Regions from separate parts of the Ovis aries genome. Here region 1 is linked to region 2. The links are chromatin contacts, called in public Hi-C maps. All regions are on one chromosome and are shown on one strand. The core of a region is the stretch at or near the end of the contact, and the rest is flanking DNA. Distances in the headings are between cores, read along the strand shown. Region 1 overlaps STARD10 (StAR related lipid transfer domain containing 10). Region 2 holds the start of ARAP1 (ArfGAP with RhoGAP domain, ankyrin repeat and PH domain 1).

Region 1 (4,781 bases), core at 293-2,792, 36 kb before region 2:
GCTTCAGCATCAGTCCTTCCGATGAATATTCAGGAATTATTTCCTTTAGGATGGACTGGTGGGATCTCCTTGCTGTCGAAGGGATTGTCAAGAGTCTTCTCGAACACCACAGTTCAAAACCACCCCAAAGGAATAATTTCAGTGAGCCTAGACTCTTGCATCTTCCCATACATAAAAGGGCACTAAAAGTCAATTTTTGACGTCTGGTTTCTTGTGTATGAATAGTAATAATCTTTGGATGTTCACTACACTTTTTTTTTTTTCAGGAAAAATTCCTTGCTCCTCCCTTACCTCTTTTGAACAGTCCTTCAGAGCTATCTAAGAGGCTGCCAACCCAGATTATAGTCCTCAGTCAGGAGAAGGCAATGGCAACCCACTCCAGTACTCTTGCCTGGAAAATCCCATGGGCGAAGGAGCCTGGTAGGCTGCAGTCCATGGGGTCATGAAGAGTGGGACACGACTTCACTTTCACTTTTCACTTTCATGCATTGGAGAAGGAAATGGCAACCCACTCCAGTGTTCTTGCCTGGAGAATCCCAGGGACGGGGGAGCCTGGTGGGCTGCTGTCTATGCGGCTGCACAGAGTCGGACACGACTGAAGTGACTTAGCAGCAGCAGCAGCAACAGCAAGGCTGCAAATAAAATGTAGTTCTCAACTTTTACGTGGTGTACTTTTTTTCAGTCGACCGTAGAAAGGAAACTAAAGTCTTAGGTCTCACAAACCAGGAAGATGATTGTTGATTATGAACACGAGGAGGTCTAGTACACTGTGCGCTGTGGAATAAGGTGGCCACTAGCCATAGCTGAAACTCCAATAGTTTGGCCACCTGATGAGAAGAACTGACTCACTGGAAAAGACCCTGATGCTGGGAAAGATTGAAGGCAGGAAGAGAAGAGGACGATAGAGGATGAGATGGTTGGATGGCATCACGGACTCAATGGACATGAGTTTAAGTAGGCTCCGGGAATTGGTGATGAACAAGGAAGCATGGCAGGCTGCAGTCCATGGGGTTGCAAAGAGTCGGAAGCGACTGAGCGACTGAACTGAACTGAGCCCATAAGTGGCTCTTTAAATTGAACTGAAAAGTAATTAATTGGATTTAATTTTTAAATAAATTCAAATAAATATTTTTCTTCCTTCATGGCACTTAACCTCATGTCAAATGTTCAGTAGCCACAGGCTAGTCTCTACCTTATTGGACAGTGCAGCTGTAGAATATTTCCATCGTTACAAGCAGTTAAGAGAAATGAGAGTCACAGGCGATGGTGACCCGTGGGAGTGTAGTCTCAGCCCAACACTCAGCCCAACAGCGCTACTCTCTTCGTTTGACAGCTACCGTGTAACTGTAGCTTGGACCACAACCAAGGCTAAAAGCCGGAGGCTCCACCGCTTCTTCACGTTTCCCTTCGTACACAAACTCACTACCATCGCCACACTCCATCTCCCAACAAGCCCCGGGCCCGTCTTCTGCGACGCTGGCCTCTTGGACTTCTGGGAAATGTAGTTTAAACAGCGTTCAAACTCCGGAAAGGTTCTAGCCACGAACTAAGGCTCCCATGAGGCAGTGCGTGGTCAGTTCCGGTCCAATTCACCGCGGCCGCCAAGTGTGCCGTGAGGGGCCCGCAAGTTGGCACTGGAGTCTTAGTGCAACGGTGACTTGAGATGCAGGAGTCTGGAGGGACCGCGCTGTGCCTCTCCCTGCCACTGCTAAGGTCTCCGCCGCTCCGGAGTTGTAGAGACGCCTCAACCCAAGGCGGAGCCGACCGGGCCCCAGGGAACCGTAGTTAAACTCCAGCCACAACCACTAGGGGACTTGAAAGCAGCGTCCGACGGCGGTCGGTGGGGCGATCCCTGACGGGAAGCGCACGCGTAAATGCCGGGCCTCAGGGCTTCTGTAAACACCAAAGAGCGCCTGCGCGAACGGAGCGCCTGGAGACGGACACGCGGGGGCGCCTTAGCAAAGATAACAGTAATGAACAGTAACGTAACGGTCCCGTTATTTTTCTGCCCTTATTTTTTGTTTTTAAATGGTTTGCTAAGCACAGCTCCCTTCACTGAGTCTGTTAATCTGATCTTTGGGGCACTCATTTTACCAGTGGGACAGCGGGTCAGAGAAAGTGATAGGGAGAGTCCTAGCATCTTTGCGTGTGAGGGACCAACGATGGTTCAGGATACAAGGACTCTAGACTCTGTCTCTGAGTTGCTGAGTTGCTGGTAGTTCTGTTCCCCTAAGCTTTCTGATTTGTAAATGGAAATAGGATATTGGAAGGATCAAATAAGACGCAAAAAATAAACTAAGTTGCCGAGCAATCTATAAGGACAGAAGATTATTATAATCGGTGATTGCACATTGAGGAACTATTTCATCATACTACAAATTGCAAAACTGAGGGCCCCTACAGGGGCAGGAGCTTGCTCCAGGTCTCAGCAGTCTGTGAGCAAGGGCTAAAACCTAGGCTGCCAGCGTTTGGGCTTAGAGCCCTTCCTTGCACCTCCAGAATTAGTTGTCTTTGTTGCATACAGGCTTAGAGAGGCAGACTGTGCCCAGAGTCCAGAGAAGCCCCTATTCCTAATCCTTCTCCTACCTGCTGGGCCTAGTGGAGGAAGACCCTGCTCTGTTGAGATGACTACCAAAGGCAAGAAATTAAGGAGGAGCTGGAGAATCCTGGAGACAGAGGACAGTGTGGCAGAAGCTGTACAGATCCTACTCTCAGAAGAGTGGCCCAGGTAAGGGAAGGAGATCAGATGTGACAGATGAGGGGCTAATGTTAAGGGGACCGACCCTGAATGGAAAAGGGTGGTCTCTATTTCTGAACCCAAGAGGAATTGGGTGCTCAGATGATTCCATCTAGGGCTCTGACAGCTGCCCGTGACAGCTGGAGGGGGTGCCTGTGCTGGCTTGGATGCTAAGGAGAGGAGGTGATGCAGGTTGAGCTGAGAGGCTTTAGGGGCCACTCGCCCAACCAGGTGGAGCTGTCAGGTGGCATTGTGGGCAAACCATACCACCAACCAAGATACTGACCTCTCTGTCCCTTGGAGCGGGGCTGTGCCCAGCTGTCTCTCTCGAGTGCTCTAAGAAGTTCTGGACATAGGTGTGGGAGGGGCTTGGAGCCGCTAAGGTCTGGTTGCAAATAGGGCCTCTTCAGGCAAGTCATGAAAGGAAGGTGTTTGTAGAAATAGAAGTTCAAGATCTTCCCCACCTCTAACTGTCTGATTCTCTGGGCCTTCACTTGTCTCTGTTTTCAGCAGGGGAAACTGAGGCTAACGGAAGAAAAGACTCTCTGCAGGATTCACAAGGAGCTGGCGTAAAACTGGACTAGGATAGGGATCTTTCCATGACATGGCAGTGATCAAACATCTTCATCAAACATTTATTGAGTATCTAATGTATACGCTGAGAAGAGCTACCTTAGGGTACAAACAGAATCCAGGATTGCAGTCAGACTCAGCTTTTAACTTGCCCTCCCAGTGACTTAATGCTGTGATCCTTGGTGAGTCACTACCCTACTCTGAGCCTCACTGTCTCTAGAGTGGGAGTGGTAAGCCGTATCCAGGGCTCTCTGAGGTGTAACTATGAATTAAATGAGTTAAGAACTGTTAAGTGCATATAACAGCACTAGGCCCATGGTACCCGCTCAGTAACTATTAGTCGCTCTTTGTTACTCATGAACACAGGTGGAGGCCAGCTGGAGATAGGGTTCTCCCAGAGTCCGGCAGGAGCGGAGATGCCACCACCTCTCGTCTATTTGCCTTCCAGATACCTGCACTCTGCAGCCAGGCAGCCTGTGTTTGTGAAAGTTGAGGGGTGGGGGGACACTTGCATCCCCATTTCTCCCTCTGGCACTGGGAACCTGGCAGGGAGCATTTACACCTCCACACACATGTGATGCATGTTCCCGACGACCTGGGTCCAGAGTTAAGGTGATTCTTGCCCAGTACAGCTGCACAGTACAGCCCTGGGCAGTGAGACCAGAACCATGACTCTTCCTCCCTGCAGGGCAGAAGTCCCAAAAGGCTGACAGCAGGGTCTTGACCTGTGTGTGTCCCCTGAACAGATCAGGAGCTGGGGGTAGAGGGGCGCCTGGGTGGAAGACAGGGCCCAATATCAGATACCCTATCCCCAGCTCACCCTGTTTGAAGGTGGTGGTCTGGTCCATTGGTACTTTCAGCTCTGGTCCAGGCCACCCTAGTGGAGGTCTGGTTCAAACCCCTTGTTTATAGAGAAGGAAAGAGATGACCGCTGAGCTCACCCAGAGCCCCACAGTAAGGTGGGGGTGAGTCTAGGCCAGAACTCAGGTGTCCTGGTGTTTGGCCAGGGCTCTGCCTGGCAGCTGGTTGGGAGGGGGCAGGCCTTGGCTCCATTTCTCTTTTCCCTCTGCCACTGCAGGCACACTTGGAGCCAGATGTGGACACCTGGGTGGGTTGTGGGTTGGGGCATAGAAGGGAAGGGGAGTACAGGACCTGGTCAGCAGTCCAGAGCCGAGCTGGGATGGGTGGACTGGGGAGCTCTCAGTGGTGTGTGTGTGGCTGCTGCAGGATTCTAGGGCCTTATTAATCAGTCTGAGGCAGCAGAAGATAAAAATACCGTGGGAGCACACTCCTGGAGGAGGGTAGCAAAGCAGATTCAGTAATGAGTCACAGAGCCCAAGCCCTAAATTTAGAAGGTGCTGAAGGAGGCAGCCGCCCCTGGGGAAGCACCGTGGAGACGCCCACTAACCAGGGGTACCAGTGCTTCAGGGCAGAGAGCAGTGGTTGGCAGGAGTCCCCAACACAGCAATGC
Region 2 (5,317 bases), core at 370-2,869:
TTTATTACCCATCACGGGCTTTTGCTCCTTTAGACATCCCCTCATTTCCCCATGTGAAGCGGGGGTAGTTGTCAACCCTCCTGTCCGTGGTGTGTTCATTCATTAGTTGACTCTTCATTCATCCACCTGTCCTTGTTGTGTGTGCATCCTGCTATTCACTCAGGTTCTTAGGCTAACTTTCACTGCTCTAACAGAAGAAACAAGTCTGGTCAGGGTCAGAGAATGGGCTTCTATTGTAGGACCTGCAGCCCAAGACTCCCTGGGTCCAACCTATGGACTGAGGGTCTGACATGTGCCCGTTGTGACAGAAGGAGGGGCAGAGGTCCTTGGCACTCAGACCACAGGGCTGTAGGCCCAGAGCTTAGGTAGGGGCAGCATTCTCTGCAGGAAGTTTGGGGGTTGAGGGGAATGTTGTCAGACTCCAGTGTAGTGAAGGGACCAGGCCCTGTGAACTGAGTCCTTTCTACCTCAGGCCTGTGCTAACAGAGAAGGTGGGGCCTCCAACCCCTTGCCAAGACGCCAGTCCCCTGGTCCTGTGTTCCCCACAGCAGCTTTGAAGTCTAGAGGGGTGCGTGGCCTCTCCTGCTGTCTGTAGCCTACAGGTGCCCTCTGCTGCCTGAGGGTTACCTCTGCTTTCAGGTCGGGAGGAGGGCGCTGTGCCCCACCCCTCTCCAGTGTTTCTGTACCCCATATGAACTGGGGGCCAGAAGTTCTCCCCAAGGTCTGGCCCTCCACGCTCCCGGGAAACGACCTACCTTTGCCTTGTCAGGAAAACACTTGGAGTCCACTTTTTCCAGGAAGGGCAGGGTGAATATCCAGTAGGGGTAGGCAGGAGATTCTGTAACTCACCAACGCTTGGCTGGTTTACCCAATACTGGCTTTGTAACTTTGGGCAAGCCCTGGAGCTTCTTTGGAGCCTCATTTCCTAATCTATAAACTGGGGTAATAGTTTTTAACCTTCAGGCAGATTGAGATAGAAGAAATCAGTTGCCCAGCCCTGGGCTTGGCATGTAGTAGGTGCTCAAATTAATGACACCCAATCTCAGCCCTGGACACAGGACCTGGGAATGCCTGTCAAACCCCAGACCCTCATCTGCTGTGTATGCTGGTAGGATAAGTGGAAATCTCCCATTCTCTAGGCCAGGGAAGCTGCCTGGCCGCCGGGATCTCAGGCTGCAGCCTTTAACTAAGGGATCCTTGGACACTCTGACTTGCATCTTCCCCACCACCCTGCTCCTGAGAGATGTGGGCCCAGGGACAGAAGTAGGATATTCTCGAAGAATGAAGTGGGTAAGGACTTCCTGGAGGAAGAGGTCAGGAACTTGCGTTTTCCAGTTTCCCACTGCCCCTTACCGCTCTGGGGGTGGGGCGGTTTGTGACTTGTCCCTCCCAGGGAGAGGGGTGGCAGAAAGCGGAGAGGCTCAGGAGGAGGGCAGGGGTGGTGGAGGCAGACCTCAGCTTCAGGAGACGTAGACGGATCTGTGAGCAGCGAGATGGACAGGGGAGACGCACAGATCAACGTGTCCGCAAGGCCTGCGAACTCCAGGAACGTGACTGGGCGTGGCCGGGAAGGGGCGGGTCCTTGTCCCCTTCCCCGCCCTCTCCTCCCCGGGGCGTCACGTGGGGCGGGCGGAAGAGCCAGGCGGGGTGGGCGCGCCCGGCCTGCGGCCGCGAGTTGACTACGACGGTGTCGTTGGTGGCGCCGGGGCCCCGGCTACGCGCGTGGAGTCTTGGATCAGAACAGGTCAGTGCGGCATCGGGGGCTTCCCCGTCCGCCGCCCCTTGGCCAGGTGTGGCTCGGAGTTTCCCCATTCCGCGGAAGGGAACGCCGAGGCTGCGCGGCAACTCTGCGCCCGGCACCTACTTCCGCGGGAGTTTCACTAGGTCACGTCTTCTGTACTGACTGGCGGCGGGGATGGAGTCGCCTCCTGAGGATATGCGGTCGGACCAGAAACGGTAGGGAGGAGGGCGAACCAGCGGGAAAAGGGGCTTCCAGCCCTTAGCCCTTTGTCGTGAAGCCTCCCAGGTTCCAGAGCTAACCCTCTTTCGGGTGCCTTGATTTTTTCATCTGTGAAATGAAGGCTCCCACTTCTTTGACTGCGGAGACCCTTACAGGTCTGCTGGTTCATAAGACCTTATGCACTGGACCTGGGGCTCTAGTGATCTTGGGCAGACGACTTCCGGTCTTTCCGCCCCAATTCCCCACCAGTAAATGGGGGCATGGCCTCCCAAGAGCCCCTACCTGCCCCAGTTGCTGGAAAAAGAAGGTGTGTGTGTTCACTGAACAGGGTCAAGCCTGGAGTGGGTTATTGGGACTGGAGGAAGCAAACTCAGAATGCGGCCTGAGGGTGTGTGGTGGGTGTCTGGTCCCAGATCTCCAGGGCTGATTTTTAGCGCTGGTGAGCTCTGGTCGGCATCTGGTATATGCACCCCACTCCCCCAAGGCTCCTGTCCCGGGGAGCCTGCTTTGATCCCCAGGCTTGGTGGGGGGAGTGCTATAGGTTGGACAGATGTATGGAGGTACTCAGGGAAGGATTTGACTGTGCAGTAAGGTCCAGACAGAGACACCCAGAATACCTGTGCTCAGAGAGCAGTGTGTCTAGGCTGGGAGAGACCTCCCAACAAGCTCATTACAGGGTAGAAGGAGCCCAGCAGAGTCCGAATACAGGTGCAGACAGGTACTGGGGTGGAATCAGACACTGAGACTCTTGGAGGCTCAGGGAGGAGGAGATGATTGGAATTGGCCTTGACAGTTAAGTGGTAATTCACAAGGATAAGGACTCTCAGAGGAAGGCTAAGCTTATGCAAAGGCAGGAACTTGAGCGGTGTGTTTGAGGAATGACAAGGAGATGGAAGTGGCTGGAATGGGTGGCAGAGGTAGGGTGTAGAGAGAACCAGTCCCCCAGTCCCATGGTTGGCTGAGGATGGTTCAGACCCTGCCTTGGGGATCCCCTCTCCCTGTTTGCTGCTTGCTCACTGGAGTAGGGCAGGAGGGGTGGTCCCAGGCAAGAGTCTTAACAACTGTGAAGTGGAAGTGAACAGATTTCTCCCAGGCTTCGTTGGGGCATTCAGGCCTCCCCAGTCAACCCTAGCCTCACCCCCGCCGTTTCTCGGACTCCAGTCATGCCTTTCCACGTGTCAAGCTTCGGCTGTTTGTGCAGGTTGCTTGTCTTCCCCACTACCCGCCTGCCTCCGCCCCCATCCCTCCTGGGGAAGTTTTCTCCCCATCAGACCTCCTGGAGCTCCTTGGAACTGACTGGGACCTGGGACAGTCTCTGTGCAGCCACCAAACTCTCTGTGTCTCTGCACATTCCCAAACTTCTCCATTTCCCCATCTACAGGGTTGAGTAATAAGACCTGGTCCCGAGATCCAAAGAGAGAGGCTGCTGGAGCAAGATTTGAGCCTCTCTGAGTCTAAATCCACCCCCATCTCCACCAGGGGTGTTTGGGAGAACACTCACTGACCCACAAGGAGAACACTCACCCCCAGGGAGAACCTGAGGGGAACGAGTCACTTCAGAGGGGTAAGGGGCCTCTGAGAGTCCAAGAGGCTAGGTGTGGACTAGCTAAGTCAAAGCCCTAGGAGAGAAGGGAGTCCCCTCCACTCTCCAGGGGCCCTCTCCCTTCCCCACCCCACTCTTCCTTTGGCTGAGCTCAAAGCCAGCCAGCTGATGCTCAAACAAGTGGCCTCTGTTCCTAGGATAGGGGGAGGGGAGGCAGGCCCTGGGCTGCAGGCCCGTCTGTCCAGCACTGACCCTGGCCCCCCGCCCTTCACTCTGGATCTTAACCCTTGGGGACCTGGGGTGGGTACTGGGCTGCTTGCAGGCGGGTACCTCTTGCCCACCAGCTGTCCCCTCCACCCCACTTTAGGGTTCCCATGGTTCTGTTACTGAAGGAGTGGGTGCAGTAGGACATGAATTGGAAATGGAGAAGGAAGGACGGAATGGAGGTAGGAAGGAGGCCATGGACAGTCAGCAGTCACTTGGCCCAGAAGCTTTTTTCATAGATAAGGAGACTGAGGTCAGGGACCAGAGGTCAGACCAGGATAACACAGCAAGCCCTGGGCTGAGGCGGGGCTGGAGGCAGGGGGTCCGAAGTGACCCGACTTCTCGTCTGGGCCCTCTTGGGGAGAGGAAAGGGAAATGGAGAGAGCTCTACTTGATTTGAATACCTGCTGTGTGCCTGACACCGCAAATTTGTTACTATATTTAACTTGATATCATCCCGTGAGACAAGGGTCATCTTCTAGTAACATAGGGGAAGAACGAGCCTCAGAGAGAGCTGAGTAATAGCGTCAGAGAGAATGACCTCGGCAAAAGCACACAGCACCTCTGTGGGCACTATTACATATGTTAACTAGTTTCGTCCTCCCAACAAGCTTAGAAGTCAAGTACCATTCTACAGATAAAGAAACTGAGGCACAGAGAGGTTAGATAACTTGCCCAAGATCAGATCACAGCAAATAAGTGGTGGAGGCAGGGTCAGGACCCAGGCGTTGGTTTGCCTCTTTTGATCTGATTTCCCCTCCCCCAGCCTGACATCACTCCTTGAGCTCCATCCAGGGTTCCTCTCAGTGAGGGGCTTTCTCCTGGGCAGTGGCCAAAGCAGCCTCTAGCACAGAGTGTGACCCCAGTCAGGCAGACCTGGCCCTCCCTTAGGAGCAGAATTCAGTCCCTTGGGCCGCCCCTGTCCTGCATCTCAGTCAGGCTGGACTCTTCCCCCTCCACAGCCCCGTGTGGCGGGGCATTTCTTGTTTTAGGAAGAGATTGCACCAAGGATTTAAACAGCTGGAGGATATGGGGAGGCTGTCAGAGATTCCCAACAAGTGCACTCCCAACAAAGTTCGGGGACTCAACACCAATACCCCAGCCCTGATCAGAGAGGACATCTTGTCCACTTAGACTCTCCGCCCCCCACCCCACTGTCAGGCCCCCGGACCTGTAGATTCTAACCAGGGCTCTGGGGAGGACAGTCCCAGCCCCTGAAGGCAGATGACCCCAGGTTCAGGGAAGGCCAGAGGTGGAGGGAGTGAGGGCAGTGCATAGCTGGTCTTCCACGTGACCTTCCTGTGGAATTTCTCGCTGTCTCATCCTTTAGAACATAGTTCAGAAAGGGAAGAAAGATTCTGTCCCATAAACAGGACATCTGTCCCAGACCACTGGTACAGTCAGAGTCACTGGGAGGGGATGTGGAGTTAAGTGACCAACTCAATAACAAAATTATTTTTTGATAGTAATACTAGTAGCAGTAGCTACTGTTTCTTGGAAGCTTATTGTGTTTCAATCACCATGCTAAACATTTTATGTAGTGATTTCAT

The links. A called contact is a pair of places that touch in the nucleus more often than the background predicts.
Region 1: a Hi-C map of skin fibroblasts shows a contact between it and region 2, with 2.1 times the contacts expected there. The contact joins the enhancer-like site here to the promoter of ARAP1 in region 2. A contact is called at or near these places in 5 of 16 Hi-C or Micro-C datasets (hypothalamus, liver, muscle and 2 more).

What each region holds. Positions count from the first base shown.
Region 1 is chr15:51,059,997-51,064,777 of ARS-UI_Ramb_v3.0, reverse strand. It overlaps STARD10 (StAR related lipid transfer domain containing 10), which reads left to right. Exons shown (of 9, transcript XM_042233206.1): 2 at 267-2,728. The coding sequence starts at 2,625. Among named protein-coding and RNA genes, the nearest start is that of STARD10, 14 kb to the left of the region's middle. Within about 2 kb of position 1,542, at least 50 of the 54 cell types and tissues checked have an H3K27ac peak or open chromatin away from gene starts, as enhancers often do. A contact at or near this core is called in hypothalamus and liver, where this site is marked.
Region 2 is chr15:51,023,425-51,028,741 of ARS-UI_Ramb_v3.0, reverse strand. ARAP1 (ArfGAP with RhoGAP domain, ankyrin repeat and PH domain 1) reads left to right here and starts at 1,619. Exons shown (of 34, transcript XM_042233196.2): 1 at 1,619-1,744.